3 separate regions of the Zea mays genome follow, and all the other regions are linked to region 1. The links are chromatin contacts, called in public Hi-C and HiChIP or PLAC-seq maps. All regions are on one chromosome and are shown on one strand. Each heading gives the region's core, a stretch centred on a gene start, on an enhancer-like site or on the middle of the called end of the contact. The rest is flanking DNA. Distances are from core to core; before and after follow the strand shown.

Region 1 (3,178 bases), core at 225-2,724:
TATAAGTTAAACTAGTTGTTGATGAATTATGTCTATGTGTTAAATTGGTCCATGCGAACATATGTGTGGGCTAAACTGATAAACATGTGTGTGGATAAGGAATAGATGAGTGATGAATTGTGTTAATTTGATGTTAATTGATGCGGCCTTTAAAATTATGAGTATAATTACTATTTTCTATTGTTAAACTAGTTTAAAATTAACGAGAAATTGATTATATATATATATTATTTTTTCGTGTTCTGGCTCACGAGCTAAACGAGCTAGCTCGAGGTAACCGAACCGAGCCGAGCCGAGCTAATTCTATATCTCATTAACTTAACGAGTCGAATCAAGCTAATTCGTTAACGAGCTAGTTCGATATCGAGCCCTAGGCCCACGAGCTCTCCCTTCCCTTTGTTTAGCGCGTACAGGGCGGCGCTACAGCCGCAGCGCTAGACGGTAAAGGTCCCCTTGCATGGTTTTACCTGCACGTCAATATTTATTAGATAGAGAAAAAATGATAATGATTCAAAAGTATGGATATAAGATGGTATTTTATGGTTTTAGTGAGATATAAAGGGAATATTTAGAGGGAACCGTTGTGTGACATAAAAAATAGACGTGGAATTTTGACGACGTGGCTGGCATAAAAGTAGGGATATAGAGGAGAAAATTTAGAAAGAACTGATGCGAACAATCTTATACCATAAATATGTTTTAACTATTTTAGAGCTTGTTCAGTTAGAGATGGATCACTTCAAACCGAACAAGCTTTTAGGGTTTAGTTTGAGTACTCTAGTATTGACTTCAATCCACATATGTTGAGGTGGATTGGGATATAATCCGTCTCAACACATGTGGATTAAGATCAATATTAGAGTACCCAAAATTACACCCTATCCATCTCAACACATGTGGATTGAGGTCAATATTAGTGTATCCAAACAAAGCTAGAAAGTGTTTGGTTCCATCCAATTAAAGTTGAGTCCCTGTCATATCAAATAGTTGAATGAAAACATTAGGTATTAAATATAGTTACTAAACCCTAAACCCTATAATTATAAAACTAATGAAGATTAAAAGACGAAACACATTTATTAAATCAAATTAAACTTATATTAATACTTGTAATTAATATTTAAATATTTGATGTGACATGAAAACTTTAGACATGAACCGAACATCCCAGTTAGGCTATCTACAATAAGTCATCTATTTCATCTCATATCTCATTCCTTATTTTAAACTTCACTATACAAACAGTATCAAATAATATTATCTATAATTACACGTCCCTTTTTTACGCTGCCTACCAGTGAACTTGTGATGACTCGACCGATTTTGTATTTATGCTGATTTTATATGGTTTTTACTGTAACGATTTTTATACCAGTCGGATGGAAAATTAGAGTGTTTGGTAGTCCGTAGAAAAAATACAAACAAACCGGGCACTCTTTACACCGCGGCACGGCGTACAAGCAAACTCCGAAACCACAGAAAAATGGGCGCTCGAGTAATCCTCGAAAAAGAAAACAAAATCCGCAACAAACCAAACGCGTTCCCGTCTGGCCGTCGCCGTCTCCTCCACCCCTCACCTCCTTCTCTCAACCAGAACAACCAAGTGAAACCGCGCAAACCCTTGCTCCGATCCCCCTCTCCTCGGTCTCCTCGACGGAAGTAGTAGAGCAGGGGCCGAGGCCATGTGGCCCGGCTGCGGTGGGCGGTTCTACTGGGCGCCGGAATCGGCGCCGCCGGGGCAAGCGAGGGGTGTCGCGGTCTTGTTCGCGTGGGTGTGGAGCGACGAGGCGCAGCTGCGGCCGTTCGTTGAGCTGTACTCCTCGCTCGGGTGGCGCTGCCTCGTCTGCCACCCCGACCTCGTCGCGCTGTGAGTGCCGCCTTGCCGTTACTCATTTGGACTTATGGAGGCGCGCGGATGTAGCTCTATAGCTTCTACTTGTATCCTGACCTGCCTCTGCGGATATACCTATGCCTGGGTTTAATTTCAGAGATTGCTTACTAGTTTGTGCCTGCAGAAATCGCGAGGCAGGAAGATTTAGGTTTGGCCACTTATTTTATTTTTGCGGCAAGCAGATTGGTTCGGCATGGTACTTAGCTGAGTTGTGTTAAAGTTTGGCAACTCCCTTTAGATTAATCACTGGGTGTTAATATCCCTAGTCTTAAGGTTGATATATTTGTGCAGTTTTTACTGTTTGCTCTGTATTGATGTCATTTTAGCAATCCCTTCTGTTTGGCTTTTAGTCATGGTCGTCTTAGTTAAGTTACTGATTACAGGATGACAAAGATGTTTTGATTGTGGTAATTAGGATTAAATCATTGCATTTCAAGGTTTGACTAATTTTCAAATACTTTACAAAGCATAGAGAATGTGTTGTAATGTTATAACTCCTGTTGATCTTCAGCCATAAGTTCCTATCATTGATCCAACATGTCCTTATCCCTTTTTCACTTCTTTTGCTTTTATGTGTTGACAGAGGCTAAAATCATATATGCATGGGTTCAATATGTAGCTGGGTCTATCCAAACATTTTTGGTGCTTCAATAACGTGCAGCTGAATGCTGGAAGCTTTATAATTATTTTTGTAACCAATTTGAACGCAATAGAACAATTCTGATTGAATAGCACCAGCGTGCTGATTATCATCATATTAGTGCTCAAGCTAGAAGGGTTTTATCGGCAGCATTTAATTCACAGGTGGAGCGGGAAACTTTTCCCATGGACCTTTAAGCAATAATGCAATGCATAGGGTTTTTTACATATTTAGAAATGGCACCTGTTGAACCTTACTTCGAATATGGTACAGGTGTTCTAAAGTGCAGTGTTTCAATATGGTTGCTTGCATGATTGGGCCCCTTTATAAATCTGATCATGGTACTGTACTAATTCCTATCCTCTTCCAGATATCTCTCTGAGAAAGCAACATCTCTGGCAACTGGTGTTATTAGTGAGCTGGTTAAGGTAAGTATTTTTTCTCCCTTATTATTGTGCTTACAAATATCACACAATATATTAAGTGGACAGAAATTCTGTTAAAGGGTGGGGAAATTAAAACTGCATGCTTCTTGTTTATTTAGCCAGTAACAGTACTTTATTAGGCCTTTCCCTGTATTCACACCATTGTGTAATGCACTAGGCAATGTCTCTTTTAACTCTTTGTTATCATTTGTACTCAACCTG
Region 2 (2,846 bases), core at 173-2,672, 190 kb before region 1:
GCCATTTTTGACGTCAATCCATAGGGTTAGATCTATATGTTCAGGTTGGACATACACACTTCCTCCCACGGGGTTCAGAAGTTCTAAACTTTCCCGAGATTGAATTCATTCTACATAGAGGGCATACATAAAGGCGCATTAGGAATATCAGGTTAGAAGTACCATCGGAACTAGGAGGTGAGATAGAGTGATGAGGTCTTGGTGCTCAGTTGTGTTTGAGCTCGTAATATTTTTCACCTTTGTGTTCATTAATCGATGAGTAGTAAGACAACGTAGGGCATTATGCATACTGCGACATGGACCTCTGTAATTGTCCATGTGTTGGCTTCTAGTCATGCTTAGGTTCAAAAGGACCACCTACTGACCTACCTACGCCCTCATCCCTCCTAGTCCTAGATAGTCAGCCATTATTGCTGTAATATCCTCTACTTCTGGTAAATCTCAAAACTGTAAACCTAACTACAGTCTTTGTTTTTTTTTATTTTCTGTACATGATTTGTTGAATAGAGGAACGGAGTTTGCAGAAACATATGTTCATGTGCGCACTGTGCATTGTCCAAAGAAAATGTCAGCTGGCGGCAAACTGGCTTGAGATTACTCGACGGTGTCGGATTCCTTGCGAAATGCAAAGTATCCGTCAGTCCATCATCCCAGACTTTAAACACGCTTGGCACATGAAATTAACCCAAAATATCAGTATACCATCCCAGCTGTGTATCACATATCATACGGGGTGCGGCGGCGGCAGGTAGAGAAGCATTGAGGTATAGATAGCTTGATACAAACAAGTTCATTCCACGTATGACGCGCCGATCGAGAGTATCATTCTTTCGTAGTGTGCTACAACCTTCGTCCTTCATGTCGATGGCCTATATAGCTATACGACTAGCTAGTTGTCGTAGATGCGGCACTCCTCGGAGTCCGGGTTGTCCTTGCAGTACTTCTCGAGCGGGTCGTTGGCGTTGGTCTCCTTGAGGCTGTCGCGGGCGTGGCTGGCCGTGGCGCTGAGCTCCTCCACCTCGTCCCACGCCGCCGCGCACTCGGCGTCGCCCTTCTGGTCGTCCGCGCACGTCTCCTCCGCCTGCTTGATGCTCTCCGACACCTTGTCGGAGATCTCCGGCGGCGTGGCCGGCCCGCTGGACCGCACGGCGACCAACCGCCCGCCGCCGCGGCGCGCCGCCGCGGGGAACCAGACGACGCGCTTGGCGCCCGCCCTCCTCGGGACGACGATCAGCACGTCGCCGCCGCCCGCCGCCGCGAAGGTCGTCGTCGTCACCGGGACAGAGAGGCTCGCCACCGTCGACGCCGCCATTATTATTCCTGTCTTGGCTAGCTTATAGCTTCCTGCGTCACGGTCACGATCGAACGAACTCGATCTTCTGCGTGTGTGATCGTCGTCGGGTGGGTGTGGTGTAGTGTAGTGTAGTGCTTCGCGGTTGGCGTCTTGCGCTGGGGAGGACGAGGTTGATATATAGCTTGGTTCGTCGACGGGCGGGGCGTTTCCGTGCACTCGTTTCTTATCGGCTGCGCTGGCCACTCGCTCGCTGTGGAAGGGCAAAGCGTACGTGGCTTGCATTTGCATGGGATATTTTGCTCTCGTTCGGTGCGCAAGCGTTTGCACGGTATTACGCGTCTAGTTTTGTGCTTGGAAAGTTGGTGTAGAACACGGTAGATATTCGACGCCAGGTCCGTGTTGCGCCGCTTGTCGTAGAAAAGGGTGAACTCGATGCGACCAAAACAAGAGCTCGTTTTCAGGAGATGAGCCAAATAAATATCTGAGATATTGTCGCAGGCGGTGCGGGTCGGAGTAACAGACAAATACAAATTTCTAGATATACTTATTTGGATAATTTGGTATATATATATATACCTACTCTTTCTCAAAAATAGATGTCGTTTGCATAACTAATTATATTCGTTATGTATGCATCATAGGTTTCAATAAATTTTTTTGTACACTTCGTGTAGAATATTCAACGACGAATCATCAGTATTCCATATTTTTTATCGGCAGACGGGAGGGAGCACTGTGTGATTTGAGTTGTGGTACTCAAGGATAACGTAAGGATGCGGAATTGCGGATGCATGTCTGGCTGACAATAATCCAAACAGTAGTGCACGGAACGGGAGGAGTGCTACTATAGGCAGCCAAGACTAGTGGATGCGTGGACCCAGAACCTCCGACCGGAGTCCTGATTATTAGGCCCAATCATTGACAGCTTTCGTAAAAGGAGATGTGACCTCTATTGTTTACTAGTGACTAGCCTAATTACCCGTGCTACGGCAGGAGGGGCACGGAACTTGGAGAGGAGCAAGAGCACATCCCCGGGGAAGAGCACGTCGACGGGGGCGAAGAAGCCGACGCGCGCGAAGCCCAGCAACGCTGCGCGGTCTTCCTTGCCACGATTCCCCACTTGCCGACGCCCATGAAGAAGACAATGCCCGGCGCGTCGAGCACGAACGCCGCCGACTGCGACATGTCCAGGCAGTCGAAGAAGTGGTCAGCTATGATAATGAGATCTCAATTTTACGCTATAAGATCTAATGATCTGATTAGGTTAGGATTAATCTCTATTTCTATTTATTTTTAAATTAAAATTTATTCAGGGCCCTAAATTTTGTAAAAGACTATTTAGATCATGATTCATTACCACCCCTAGGTCCAGGTGCCCGTGCTACGCGGAGATGAGCGGCGTCGGGTCAGACGCCGACACCGTGGCGTGCCCTTGCGGGGTGCATTATTCTGCCGAGACCAACACCGAGAGGGAGTCCATGGGCGGGTACAAATGCGGCGAGTGATGGGGACAGGGCGTCGGGCTTACAGAGGGAGGGGAGGCGGCGGAGTG
Region 3 (3,154 bases), core at 341-2,840, 240 kb before region 1:
TCCAGCACTGCCTTCTGTGATTTAGCACGAACCGGCCCCCACTCCACCATACGCTGCAGTTCCGACCCTCCTATAACAAATAGTTGGGTGGTTGGATGTATAAATATTGTGCTAACTCGTTCATTCTAGCACTATTGCCTATTTATTCATCTAAATAAACATTCTGAAGTGAAATAACGAGTATTTGCCTACTAAGGTGATTGAGATTGATAATCCTAAGACTAGTGACATTATTAGTGCATTGAGAGTAGCAAGTGTGCATCCAATGTTTTTATTAGGCTCGATCAGGTCAAGTAGGAGTTTATGTTTGTTATTTTTGGTGACCGACATCAGGAGTTTGGTGATGATCTAGTGGAAATAAAATTATAGGTGGCCTAACTCAATATGTAAGTGATTGGAGTGACAAAGAATCAACTCGTAAAAAGCACTTAATGCTTGTACGAATCAGATATGAGGCACATCCTTCGCCAGTGCTCCAATAAAACTAGTGAAGAGTATCGATCCTATTCTTACATTACTAATTATCAGAACATGAATGCAATTTAAGATGCAAAACTTTTATGACAAAATAGATAATATTTAGTCACAGGGGGCAAAGTGGACTATCTTATATAATTTAATTGTTATGATAAATTTAAGATTAGACTAATTCAGTCATGTCTTGGACATCTAATATGTTTACGGAAATTTCGGGTGCCCCTTCCTGAACTCAGCCATAGTTAGCACAATTCTATTGCATTTTAGAGTGCAAATTGCACGAGTCGTTCGGCTAGCTATCCATAGAATCGCCACAGAATAGCCAAGTGCAACTGCTGCAATTTGAAGCCAGTACATGAAGAACGCAAACGCGAGTTAACAAAGCAGGACAGAAGTAAAAGGACCATTGATCAATCTGAAACATTAAGTTTAAAGTCTGAAACACGATGTTTAAAGTTTTAAGTCCGAAACACGAAATTTAAAGTCTGCGACACGAAGTTTGAAGTCTCAACAAATGCGTCTCGAGACGACGCAGAAACACTTTCAGTCAACTCTCTGCAGTGCGACATTTCCACAAACACGTAGCGTGCGCTGCCATGGACCGTGAGGCAGCGACAACGGAAGAGGTCACTACCTCACCGCTAGACATGCGACCACAGGACCGTAGAACCAAACCGCGGAGAAGAAGATTCCTCGAGAGAGCACGCTACTGGTCCTCGGCGGCGGCGGCAGGCGCAGGGTGGGCGGTGAAGATGCGGCGGAGGTGGGACGCGAGAGCGCCGGACGAGTCGGCGCCCGCCTCCGTGCGGAGCGCGTCCTGGAGGTCCCGCATGCGGTGGGAGAGGCCGTCGCGCTGGCGGCGGAGGTCGGCGTTGTCGGCGGCGAGGTCGTGGAGGAGGTGCTTCTGGCCCAAGGTCCGCAGGCTCACCAAGAGGACGCCCGTCATGAGGAACAGCTGCACGAACGCATGCTTGTTCTTGGCCGCGTTCTGCAGCAGCCCCGGCGGGTTCCGGCCCCCGAAGCCGTTGCGGGTGACGTCCGCCATCTTTGCCTGCGAGGTTGGACTGGACTCAGTCCGGGGGGGGGGGGGGGGGGGGGGGTGGATCTGGGTTTGGGGACGCGCTACTCTTCTTCCCGTTCGACCAGAAGGCGTCAAGTAACGCGGCGAGCGGCGACTAGCCGACTACAGTACCAGCACGGCCCACATGTAAGTGCAGCATCTTTCGAGTTCGAGGTAGAGCAAGCCACGCGCGATTCTGGGTTTTATTCTTTCGTCTGGCCCATTGTCTATGGCCCAAACACAAGCCCACTCGCCTCAGTTCCCACACCGCTGCTCCCCATACAGCGCACATAGAAGCAGTCCGGCGGCGCGGGAAAATTGCTTTGGTCTCCCGCGTCTCCCCGCGCGCACACAACCGCTGCTCGATCTCTCCCCGCCCGCAGCGACGGCGCAGGTCATTAGCGGTCGCAGTGAGAAGCTCGGTGACGCACGCCGTCACGGAAAGCGGCGCGGCAGGTACACTCGGCTCACGAAAACCGCTGCTGGATCTCTCCCCAACACATGGATGTCGTTCCCGATATGACTCAGACTCAAATACTCAATGCCACCGCGCATCCGTCTCTGCGCATCCGTGTCTGTACTGTCCTTCTTTATCTCGAATCCAATTTTCCCAATCAACCTTCATGGCTTCAATACGAGGTTGCGTTCTTCACCCATTTTTCCATGCTCGCGAGATTTCAGAGACGGGGTGAGCTTGCGTGTATGAGTCGCCGCTCAGTCAGAACATGGCTTCCACCACGAGATGGCTCAAGTAACCTAAGTCTTCAGCGTGTTCCGCGCCATAAAAGCAGCGGAGTAACAGAAGGTGTTCACTATTTTTTTCAGTTTTCGTCTAGGTTGATAACTAATGTCTGATGGTGTTTTGTGCAAGAATCAGGGGGGGGGGGGGGGGGGGGGGGGGGTGCACAAGCAAATCCAGTGATTGGTTCTTCAAAAGGACTATATTTCGAAACTAGAAAAAGCATTGAAACTTATTCCTATATGCACTGTTGATACAGGATTGCCTCTTTGACGTCTTGAGAGATGAGGGGGGAGTGGAGGAGAAGAGCAGAATGGGAGGACCGCTCCTATCGGCCAGGTGACTTAGGGGGTGTTTGGTTTCTAGGGACTAATGTTTAGTCCCTTCATTTTATTCCTTTTTAATATATAAATTGCTAAATATAGAAACTAAAATAAAATTTTAGTTTCTATATTTGGTAATTTTGGAACTAAAATGGAATAAAATATAGGGACTAAACATTAGTCCCTAGAAACCAAACACCCCCTTACAAAGCAATCACTGTGTAGGGAGTTCTATTTCATTCGATGCCCCGTGCAATGTAAATGATAACGGTAATGATTTACGCTCGATTACCAGCTGTAATAAGTTTGAATAGGTCGGTATCAATTTTTAGTACGGTATCCAATTATGGTTGGACTTAAACAAACTTAATTTAAGGTTATCAGTTATCCATTACGTTACAAATACATGAACCAAACGACACCTTAAGGGCCCCTTTGGTACAACTCTTAGGATGGCTCCTCCTCTGGCTCATCGTGAAGCTGTACCAAATAGTCCAAAAAAAAAACAGCTCCTCGTCAAGAGCTGTCAAAGCGCTAGAGCTATTTTATGCCTGG

The links. A called contact is a pair of places that touch in the nucleus more often than the background predicts. HiChIP or PLAC-seq counts read pairs in DNA pulled down with a chosen protein or histone mark.
Region 2: a contact with region 1 is called in an H3K4me3 HiChIP or PLAC-seq map of leaf, with 5 times the contacts expected there. The contact joins the promoter of LOC100281649 here to the promoter of LOC103637883 in region 1. A contact is called at or near these places in 4 of 25 Hi-C or Micro-C datasets (bundle sheath, ear, leaf and 1 more) and 1 of 3 datasets of contacts at active chromatin or transcription factors (leaf).
Region 3: a Hi-C map of tassel shows a contact between it and region 1, with 5 times the contacts expected there. The contact joins the promoter of LOC100194337 here to the promoter of LOC103637883 in region 1. A contact is called at or near these places in 8 of 25 Hi-C or Micro-C datasets (bundle sheath, ear, endosperm and 3 more) and 1 of 3 datasets of contacts at active chromatin or transcription factors (leaf).

Annotation. Positions count from the first base shown.
Region 1 is chr9:9,206,843-9,210,020 of Zm-B73-REFERENCE-NAM-5.0, forward strand. LOC103637883 reads left to right here and starts at 1,475. Exons shown (of 7, transcript XM_008660903.4): 1 at 1,475-1,867; 2 at 2,902-2,959. The coding sequence starts at 1,683.
Region 2 is chr9:9,017,882-9,020,727 of Zm-B73-REFERENCE-NAM-5.0, forward strand. LOC100281649 reads right to left here and starts at 1,423. Exons shown (of 1, transcript NM_001154568.2): 1 at 684-1,423. The coding sequence starts at 1,312. The coding sequence ends at 890.
Region 3 is chr9:8,970,284-8,973,437 of Zm-B73-REFERENCE-NAM-5.0, forward strand. It overlaps LOC100194337, which reads right to left and starts at 1,591. Exons shown (of 1, transcript NM_001139373.2): 1 at 869-1,591. The coding sequence starts at 1,522. The coding sequence ends at 1,184.